Regions from separate parts of the Hordeum vulgare genome. Here region 2 is linked to region 1. Evidence: chromatin contacts called from public Hi-C data. All regions are on one chromosome and are shown on one strand. Each heading gives the region's core, a stretch centred on a gene start, on an enhancer-like site or on the middle of the called end of the contact. The rest is flanking DNA. Distances are from core to core; before and after follow the strand shown.

Evidence for each region. Hi-C and Micro-C count contacts between places; a contact is called where the count stands out from the background.
Region 2: a Hi-C map of seedling shows a contact between it and region 1, with 3 times the contacts expected there. The contact joins the promoter of LOC123412447 here to the enhancer-like site in region 1. A contact is called at or near these places in 2 of 6 Hi-C or Micro-C datasets (leaf and seedling).

Annotation. Positions count from the first base shown.
Region 1 is chr7H:492,352,010-492,357,145 of MorexV3_pseudomolecules_assembly, forward strand. No RefSeq gene overlaps it. Among protein-coding and RNA genes, the nearest start is that of LOC123409146, 110 kb to the left of the region's middle. Within about 2 kb of position 2,417, at least 2 of the 3 cell types and tissues checked have open chromatin away from gene starts, as enhancers often do. A contact at or near this core is called in leaf and seedling, where this site is marked.
Region 2 is chr7H:492,500,024-492,504,626 of MorexV3_pseudomolecules_assembly, forward strand. It overlaps LOC123412447 (palmitoyl-acyl carrier protein thioesterase, chloroplastic-like), which reads left to right and starts at 3,192. Exons shown (of 7, transcript XM_045105395.1): 1 at 3,192-3,355; 2 at 3,849-4,412; 3 at 4,498-4,603. The coding sequence starts at 3,909.

The DNA of each region.
Region 1 (5,136 bases), core at 1,167-3,666:
TCCAATTTAAGAAATGTTCATTAATTTTAGAAAACAATCAATATATCTAAAATTAATTCATAAAAAATAAAAAAAAAGTTCTTGTATTTTTTAAAAACAGTTGATTGAACTGAAAAAAAGTTCATAAATTTAAAAAAAGTTCATCCATTATCAAAAGGATGTTCATCAAATTTCAGAAAAGTTCATGAATATTCCAAAAAGTTCATAAATATTTAAAAGTTATTTGTAGAAATTTAGAAAAAGTAGATCGATATTCAAATAAGTTTATAGAATTATCAAAAAAAATAACGTCACGAGCGCCTAGATGGGCCTGCCCAGTTTGAACGCCAAAGGAGTTGCTTAATAAAAGGGCACATTAACTAGCGCATGTCTTCCCTCAAAAAAAGAAAAAAAATAACTTGCGCCTGTCATGCCAAATAGGAAACGCACAGTCCGGTCGCCCCACTGGGCCGGCGCTGTTATTTTTTCCTGTTTCTTTTTTCCTTTTCTGCTTATTTCCTTTCGTTTTTTCCTTTCAGTTTATTTTTCCTTATTTTTTGTTTTTTCGTTCTTTAGGAAAACGAACAAATTTTGCATTTCCCATCATTTTGTGAAAACATGAACATTTTTTAAACGAGAAATAAATTTGAAAGCACGAACAAATTTATAAGCACAAACATATTTTGAAATGTTAAGAACAAATTTTAAAACCAAGAACAATTTTGAGAAATTGTGAACATATTCGGAAGTGCGAACAATTTTTAAAGCACGAATATTTTTTGAATCTTGAGAACAGAAATTTGAAATGGAGAATTTTTTTTTTAATCTTGAGAAAAAATATTAAACTGAGAACATTTTGGAAAAATCCTGAACAAGTTTGAAAGTGCAAATAATTTATTAAAACATGAACATTTCTAAAATCTTGAGAACAAAATTTTGAAAGGGAGAACAATTTTGAAAAACTCCTAACAAATTTGGAAGCACCAACAATTTTTTAAAGCACAAACATTTTTTTGAATCTGGAGAATTAAATTTTGAAACAGAGAAAAAAAATTAAAAACCCCGAACAAATTTTTAAGGCATGAAACGTTTTTTGAACATTTAAAGCAAATTTTGAAATGGAGAACAATTTTAAAAAACCCCGAGGAAATTTGGAACCGCGGACAATTTTTTAAAGCACGAATATTTTTTGAATATTGACAACAAAATTTTGAAATGGAGAACAATTTTGAAAAAGCCCGAGCAAATTTGGAAACGTGGAAAAAAAATTAAAGCACGAACATTTTTTGAATCTTAAGAACAAATTTTCTAACCGAGAACAAATTTGATACTTAAGAACAAAATTTGAAACCAAGAATATATTTTTTTAAACTATAGAACATTTTCTTAAAAATCAAGAAAAAATTTAAAAATACCAAACATTTTTTAAAATTTCAAAAATAATTTTTTGAAAATACAAACATTTTTTGAAACAAAAACCGAAAAAAAGAAAAAAAGAAAAAGAAAAATCATTTCCGTAAACCTTTAATAAGTTTCTCAAAACCGAATAACCCGGCTGAAACCTTTAAAAGGTTTCCAAAACCGAGACATTGCAACCCGTTAAATGGACCAGTTCATTTAAAATCTCTCTCCTCCCCATTATGTGCGAAGCCTGATACCGTTTCGCACAGAGCCGCGAATAGGTATTCCATCCTCCAGATGAAAGTTCACTAAATATCGACGTCCAAAAACATTTCTCCACCTTCATTTGTCTTGGTCAGTTGGCTCTCTGGGTCTTCTTTTGTCATTTGATGAGTTGGCTTGAGTTGTCAGTCTGAGTTACAAGACACTTTCCTTTTTCTTTTTGCGCAGCGACTTGTAAGTTGTAATGATCTGCAAAAGGCGATATGCAATTTGGCTTCTCGTTTTGCATTTTTACGTGAGAAGACGAGTACGCAATGAAGTAGTTCACGCAACATACATACAAACGAAACGATCTCTACCTAAGCACTGGCAACCACCAACAACAATCCAGATATATTAGCATTCTTCATATATGACTCGATCGTTCCCCCTGACTGACTTCGGAGTTCAGGGTTCACACCAAATCTGGTACAGGGGTGACGGTCAACCCGCCGGCCCGTCTCGCCGCGGCCGGCGGCCGTCGCCGTCGATTATAAATTAACCGTGCGTCGTCATTGACGTGCGTCGAGCAGTTAACCAGAGCGTGCAGACCAACGACGCTGCAACTGCAGCTAGCCCTTTGCCCTTAATGCAGGGCGGGCCGTCGTTGCCGCCACGCGCGGCACGGCCGATCAGTCTAGTTGGAAGGTTGGGAGGTTGGTTGGTTGGTAACCGTGGCTGTCTCCACTTGTTCGGAGTCGCTGTAGCCCGGTCTCCGGGGTACGGATGCAGCTGCGTGATGTCCACGAGCCACCCTCGAAGCAAAGACGTACTACGTGCCTCCGGGCTCCGCGCTGCTTCCCGCGCCTACGTACGCGCCTACGTGGATGAACGACGCTCCAACTTCAGTCAATCAGGCGATCGAATGGTCCGTCGGCAGATTGAGTGCCACCAGTCGTGGGTGAGGTGATCGAATGGTCCATGCATGCATTGCATCGGGTCAATCGGGGCGTGCTAACTCGTTGTGCTTCTGCACTTAAGCTTCCCTCGGTATCTAACGTAACACCTGCGGCAACACCAAGCATCAGACTACTGATATTTGCATCCTATCAGACTAGTCATAGACCGTTGGATTGGACATATGATGTACGTTTAATCTGCTGGTTTAGGCCCATGCAAAACTACCTATCCCTGCTTCATGGGATTGCTTCCGTAAATCATGTGTACCTAGTTTCCTGATTTCATGTGGGAGCTTCCCTGATTATACGTCGTGTTAACTGCTGATATACACGACCCCTTCATTTTAGGAAACAACTTACAGATTTGTTTAGGCAACTTGATTTCTCATGAAACAAAATTTTAACCGAACGTTATCAAAATTTGCATCCAATGCAAATAATACGTGAATCATCCTTACTTGTAATGTTGTATACCAGGTCATAACTCTAATATAAATAAATTATGTTTCCGTTCAGTGAAGAATTTACTTTTATGGCGGATGAAAATTTGCTTCGATTTATTTGACATTTTATGTACTATGTAACACAATATTTTGTTTCAGAAGCATCATCTCGTCTTGCTTCCATCAACTAGAAAATTGCTTCGGTTTATTTGATATTTTATGTCCTATATAACACAATATTTTGTTTCAGAAGCATCATCGTCTTGCTCCCACCAACTAGAAAATTGATTTTAACCTGCTTCGTCGTGAAAAAGGAATTTATTTAACATGTTTGAGAAGCATCACGACCTTGTTTCAATCAACTCGAGAATTTCTTCCAACCAAATATTCTCATGCTTCCGTCCAATACGAAATTATCTCTAGTGGTAATTACATATGGTTCTAATTCGCATTAGGGAATTGATTGCAAGAAAATAAAGAGCTACTGTCAAACAGAGAGTATGCTTCAATAGAGAAGTCGCATTGCTTCCACGCGTCAATTTTTGCTAATTCAAAATTGACCCAGCCATCATGTAATAGAAGGCGTGATCCGCGGTGTCGATGGTAGAAGCTGAGGTGTCCTTACCCAAGCATTTCGATCTTCTTCGACATGAAGTCATATAGGTTGTATACCTCGAATGCATGAGCCATGCTGATCGATGCGTGAACTTGACCGTCTTTGAAATTGCTGCATCTGGCTTTGATCTCCGAGCGTCCCCCTCATCACCATAAAAATATATTTGAGAAATAAAGAAGTAGGAAGCATGGCTAACACAGAACAAAATGATGCTATCATGCACTAGAAGCACACAAAAATTTGATTTGAAAAATCTACATGCTTGACAAGCAAAATTTGGATGCATAAATCTAATGTTCGCGAAACCTTGTTGTGATGGGGCACTATATGTCTACAATAGAAGCATAGTAAAAAATCAAGGAAGCATGGTTAACAAGAAGCATAGTTGAAGCAAACACTTTTAGATGGAAACATAGAAATTTGTGTATAGAAAACAATGATATCTCAACAAGAATCATCTCAATCGGAAGCATACAAAAAATATGATAATTCAGTGACTTTGTATATGCCAAATTGAGATGAAATAATGAGTCAGCTAGCGGACAAGAGACTAGGTGAAGACCGATTTCGTACAGATTGGCAATGGTCGTCGTCGTTCGGAAGAAGGGACATTAGTGGCAGCCACCAACAAACATCAAGCCGCGGTTGGTGTGTGGCTTTTGTGTGTCTGAGTAGACACAAATAGGTCGATGACTATGCTGCAGGGAAATGGGAAGTAGGAGCAGAATCAAACCCAGATCAAATGTAACGCAAACCCAAACAATTTGATTAAAAATGGACCGAGGATGAGATGAGTCAAGCCCTTATTCGGGTATGTGTGCATACCGGGGTCGATGCCTCGGAATCGTGGGAAGTTTCTTTGCGTCCGTGGGAGTTACACGGTCGGCGGGGAGATCAGGGAACGATGGAGCAGACGGGCGAACGACGCTGCACCATCGTCGTGGATGAACTGTAGACGTCGCAGTCTTTTTTTCAGCAACGATGATGGCGGAGGTAGCCATCACGGCAAGCTCGGGGATGAGTTTGTTGGGACGGGGCTGGCGGGGCGAGATTTACTCGCCCTGGCCACGGTGAGTTAGATGGGACGGGGATGGATGCGAGATTAACTCGGGATGAATAAAATTGTGTGGTTAATTGATCCTTTAATTGATGGATTGAAGATTTGCTTCTAAGTATGAACCGTTGGATTAGGAAAGAATCAACGCCGTAGGACTAGTGTGAAGAAAGCTTTCTATCAGACTACATATAAAAAGGGTTTCCCCAAACTAAAAGCTTCATGCATGTGTGAACGAATCTGTAATTGATGTGCGAATCAACCTATGATTGGATGGTTACAAAGACAATGATATTTTCAGCCATTAAGATTCAAGACCTGACGCTTTCTTATTTCTGGATTTATTTCAGTATTTCTGACGGTGCATATTCAGTGTAAGGATATGTTTCGGTCGACGACGAGGCATCTACGAGGACTTTGTTCTTAAGATCATATGCTGGTTCAATCTGTCGAAGATGCTCATAGAGATAGGGTATGCGTTAA
Region 2 (4,603 bases), core at 1,942-4,441, 150 kb after region 1:
CCGAAAAGTTCATCCATGGTGAGGAAATCAGTGCATACATCGAGAGCAGAGATCAATGGTTGATAGTCCATATCAGGTCCACCGACAATGAAGGAGATGAGCTCGTCTATGGAGATGGTTTTCCGGCCGCGACTAGTTCATCTGACAAAGATATCATGTGTACAAAGAAGGTCGCGACACTCTGAGAACCTTTCTGGGCGTCGGTCAGAGCTTGGCAACACTTGTTTACACGGGAACAAGATTGAGAAGGTAACATATTGGCTAGTGCAGATCATATTGTGTGGTGCAGATCAAACTAGTGAGACTACTTGAACCAACACTTCTTTGGACAGGTTGCGCAAGAGTATTTGTTGATCCTGAATTAGCCAAGGGCTATAGGCAGGATTGGAAGAGGTTTGATGCTTCTAGAAGAATTTTGGGTGGTGATAGTTTTTGGTGGTTCGAGGACTGTTTGATCGAGGTACCCATATAGCCATGTCCCCATGATCTGGGAACGAGCTTGGGCTCGTCATAGGATGTAACTCGTTCGAGAGAGAGACTCAGAGGTATTGTTGTTCAGACCGGTGGATATGACTTGGCTGGAGGAGGACATGGTGATGGTAGATGGGTTTTGCATGCGGCTCGGCAGAGAGGAAGAAGACTAGATGTGGGGGAAGAAGAAAGCTCTGTATACCATGTCACGAATTGTATAAGCGTCTCTACCTCCCATACATCAGGAGGTCGCATCTTATAACTACTAACAGTTATATAAGCGTCTTTACCTCCCATGTCAAGAATTGTATACTAGTAGTTAGAGATTGGCGAGAGAATCTCTCGAGAGAGATTACAATGTTTGGTTGGGAGAGAACAACTGTACGGAGTACATGAGGGATGGAGATAAGATAGATACAAGTTTAAACAAACAAAATCTATCCCTAACTCCTAGCAGACTTGACATCCAAGCCAAGGGCAGGTGCAGCCGCACCACACACGTGATCTCTCAATATCTCTCAATATCAAGTTGTTTAACATCCTACCTTAATCAAAACTTCACCAAGTTTAGAGTACGCATGGATTCTTCAAAAAAAATGTGGGTCTTCGAGTGAACGAAACATATTTCTAGCTCTTTGCTAGCAACTCATTCCTTGACAAAATGATAATCTATTTCCATATGGTTTGTACTTGCATGGAAAACAGGGTTAACTGATATATATATATATATAGCACCAAGATTGTCACACGCCCCGACCCGCCTACTTCCTCTCCCCTCTCGATCCAAGTCAAGGGCAGGTGCAGCTGCACCACATACGTGATCTCTCAATATCTCTCAACATCATGTTGTCTAACACTCAAGAGACAACCTTGAAAGTATACAAGTTCAGTTTTGCTAAGTCTCGGTTGGCTAAGACTTGGTTGTATCCGAGTTAATACTAAGTACTCCCTCCGTCCGGAATTACTTGTCGCACAAATGTATAAAAATGGATGTATCTAGAACTAAAATACATCTAGATACATCCATTCCCGTGACAAGTATTTCCGGACGAAGGGAGTATTACATTGAGATCCGTGTAAAATATTCTTTTTAATATTTTTTTCTTAGATGCTAGTATTTCATTTGATCGGTTAAGTCTTAGACCCTGTTTGGTTCCAATAAGTCAGGTGACTTATAAGTCAGGTGACTTAAAACCAGTGACTTATAAGTCACCCTTGTTTGGTTGTCACCTGACCACACCAGCGACCTCGTCACTAGACCCGCGCTCTGGACGCCGCCCGGCATGACGGCGCTGTGGTCGTCGTCGACCTCGCCGAAGAACGGCTCGCCGGAGTAGCGGAGCATGCAGGCGTCGAGCCAGACGACGGCGTCCTTCTTGGACGAGCACAGGCGGTGCTGCAGCCGGCGGGACGGGGCGGGGCGCAGCGGGGCGCTGCAGCCGGCGGGCGGGGCGAGGTGCTGCAGCCGGCGGGGCGGGCGCGACGGCCGGCGGGGCAGGGGCGGGGCGCGGCGGGGCGCGACGGCCGGCGGGGCAGGGGCGGGGCGACAGGGCCGGCGGGGCAGGGCGCGGCGCGGCGGCCGGCGGGGCCGGGGCAGGGGCGGGGCGAAGCTCCTGCCGGCCATGGTGGAGACCGGGCGGCGAGCGGAGGAGGCGAGCCGATCCGGGCATTGGGCGAGGCGGAGCTCGCGCTTCTGGCCTGGGCGAGCCGAGCTCGCTCGCGATGGAGCTCAGCGGCGGCGAGGGCAGCAGCGGTGCGCGGTGGGGAGGGCAGCAGCCGGCGAGGCGCGCTGCGCGGTGGGAGCGGCGGCGAGGCGCGCTGCGCGGCGGCGGCGAGGCGCGCTGCGCGGCGGCGGCGAGGCGCGCTGCGCGGTGGGGAGCGGATGGGGCGGTGGGCACGGGTGGGATGGGGCGGTGGGCACGGGTGGGAAAAAGTGGTGGGACCCATCAAAAAGTAGGTGACTTATAAGTTTTAAGTTGGGGTATAGCAACTTATGACTTATAAGTTGGGGTGACTTATAAGTTAGGCCCTTTTGGCAAAATAAGTCACTTTTTGCACTTTTTAACTTATAAGTTGGTGACTTATTTGTAACCAAACAGGGCCTTAGTCGACAAAGGCCTAAACACATCCATGCAAGTTTGTGAACTGAAATAAAAGGTTTCTGGCAAACCAACCTGTGGTTGGATGGTTAGAGAGACCGTGGTATTTCTAGCTCATCAGGGTTTAAATCCTGGTGCTTGCATTGTTTCTGGATTTATTTCGAGATTTTCGACGATACGCTTTCAGTGGAAGCGGTGACTTCGTAAATCTCAAGATGACATGCCGACCCCGTCTTTCGAAGGTGCTCATAGAGGTAGCGTGTGCGTGTGTATGCACGTGTATATGAGCGCTTGCGTCTGCAATGTATTAAAAAAAGGTTTTTGAACAATATTTAATCCAACGGCCTCGGTCGCGCCACATGCTATTCTGTTGCCCTTATTCCCCACGTTTCACCCCCTCGTGCCGTGTCCGTGCCCACCGCACCAGCCCACCAGAGCGTTTACTCAAGGAGTCGTCAGGTAGGATCACATCAACGTCTCCTGTTCTTCCTTTTCTATGCCCAATTCTATCCGCCCGTCCGTCCGCCGTCCAGACAGACTCGAGGGAGTCCGGGGGCAGAACGGTCACTCGCGCGGGCACCCCACCCTACAAACGAAGCTGGTTCCCTTTTAAAATCCGCGCTGGCCTGTACCGTGTGAGAGACAGAGGAGCAAACAGAGGCTACCCCGCCCCGACCGAAGCCGCCAGAACACAAACCACCTCCTCTTCCCTCTCTCCTCGGCGCCAGCGGCACAGCGGTGAGCCCCCGCCGCCGCCGCCTCCGTCTCCTCCTGTTCACGGAAAGGTCGGTCTCCTCGCCTCCGCCGCATTCCTCTCTCCCGCGCGTGTGTTGGGGGGGGACGGTTCTTGGTCGGACACGCCCGGGGCGCGAGAGAACATGCGGCAGCGGCGAGCCTGTCGGTCCGGCGCGGCCTCTTCTTCTGGGCGCTTCCGCGGTGCCTGGCCGGCCTTTGCAGCCAGGGAAATCGTTACGACCCCTGCTGCTCTTGCCGGATCTCGAGCTTAGCTTAGGGGAGCTCGCGCCCCGTCCCGCCGCGGGATTTGGGTGTTCCGTTTGGCGCCTTTTTTCTTGGCTTGAATGAAAGTTTTTTTCCTTCAGTTTTCTCCGGCTTGCTGCGCTGTTGTTGCGCGGTTCGCTTCGACCCTCGGCTCCTGCTCGTATGCTGCTGTTGGTTGCGAGTAGTTGATTTCCATGGCGTCTCTGCACTGTGCAGTGCTTATACGGAGTGCTGTTTTTATTGTTGCTGATGTTCTTTTTATGTGTGCGAAATTTTCAGGTTAGGATCGCCGATTCGTAGGCCATTCGATTTGGCGCGCAGTTTCTAGCCGTGCTTCCCATGGCCGGGTCCATCGCGGCCTCGGCCTTCTTCCCGGGGTCTCCGGCGGTGCCGCCGCCGCCCAAGAGCGCCCTCGGCGAGCGTCCGGACAGCCTGGACGTCCGCGGCATCGCCGCGAAGCAGGCCTCGTCATCCTCCGCCGTGAGGGCCGGCAGGACGCGCGCCCACGCGGCCGTCCCCAAGGTGAACGGCGGCGCCGGCAAGTCCGCGCTGGCGGACGCGGAGCACGATACCATGTCCTCGGCGGCGCCCAGGACGTTCTACAACCAGCTGCCCGACTGGAGCATGCTCCTCGCGGCCATCACCACCATCTTCTTCGCCGCCGAGAAGCAGTGGACGCTGCTCGACTGGAAGCCCAAGCGGCCCGACATGCTCGTCGACACGCTGGGTTTCGGCACCATTGTACACGACGGGTTCATGTTCAGGCAGAACTTCTCCATCAGGTCCTATGAGATTGGGGCTGACAGGACGGCGTCCATTGAGACGCTCATGAACCATCTGCAGGTGAGTTTATCGCCGCGATTTCAACGCGCAATAAGACTGCTCTATCTGGTTATTGGGCACTGACATGTTTTTTGGTCTGATGCAGGAAACTGCACTCAATCATGTGAAGGTGGTTGGGCTGCTCGGAGATGGTTTTGGTTCCACACCGGAGATGAGTAAAAGGAACTTGTTCTGGGTTGTCAGCCAAATGC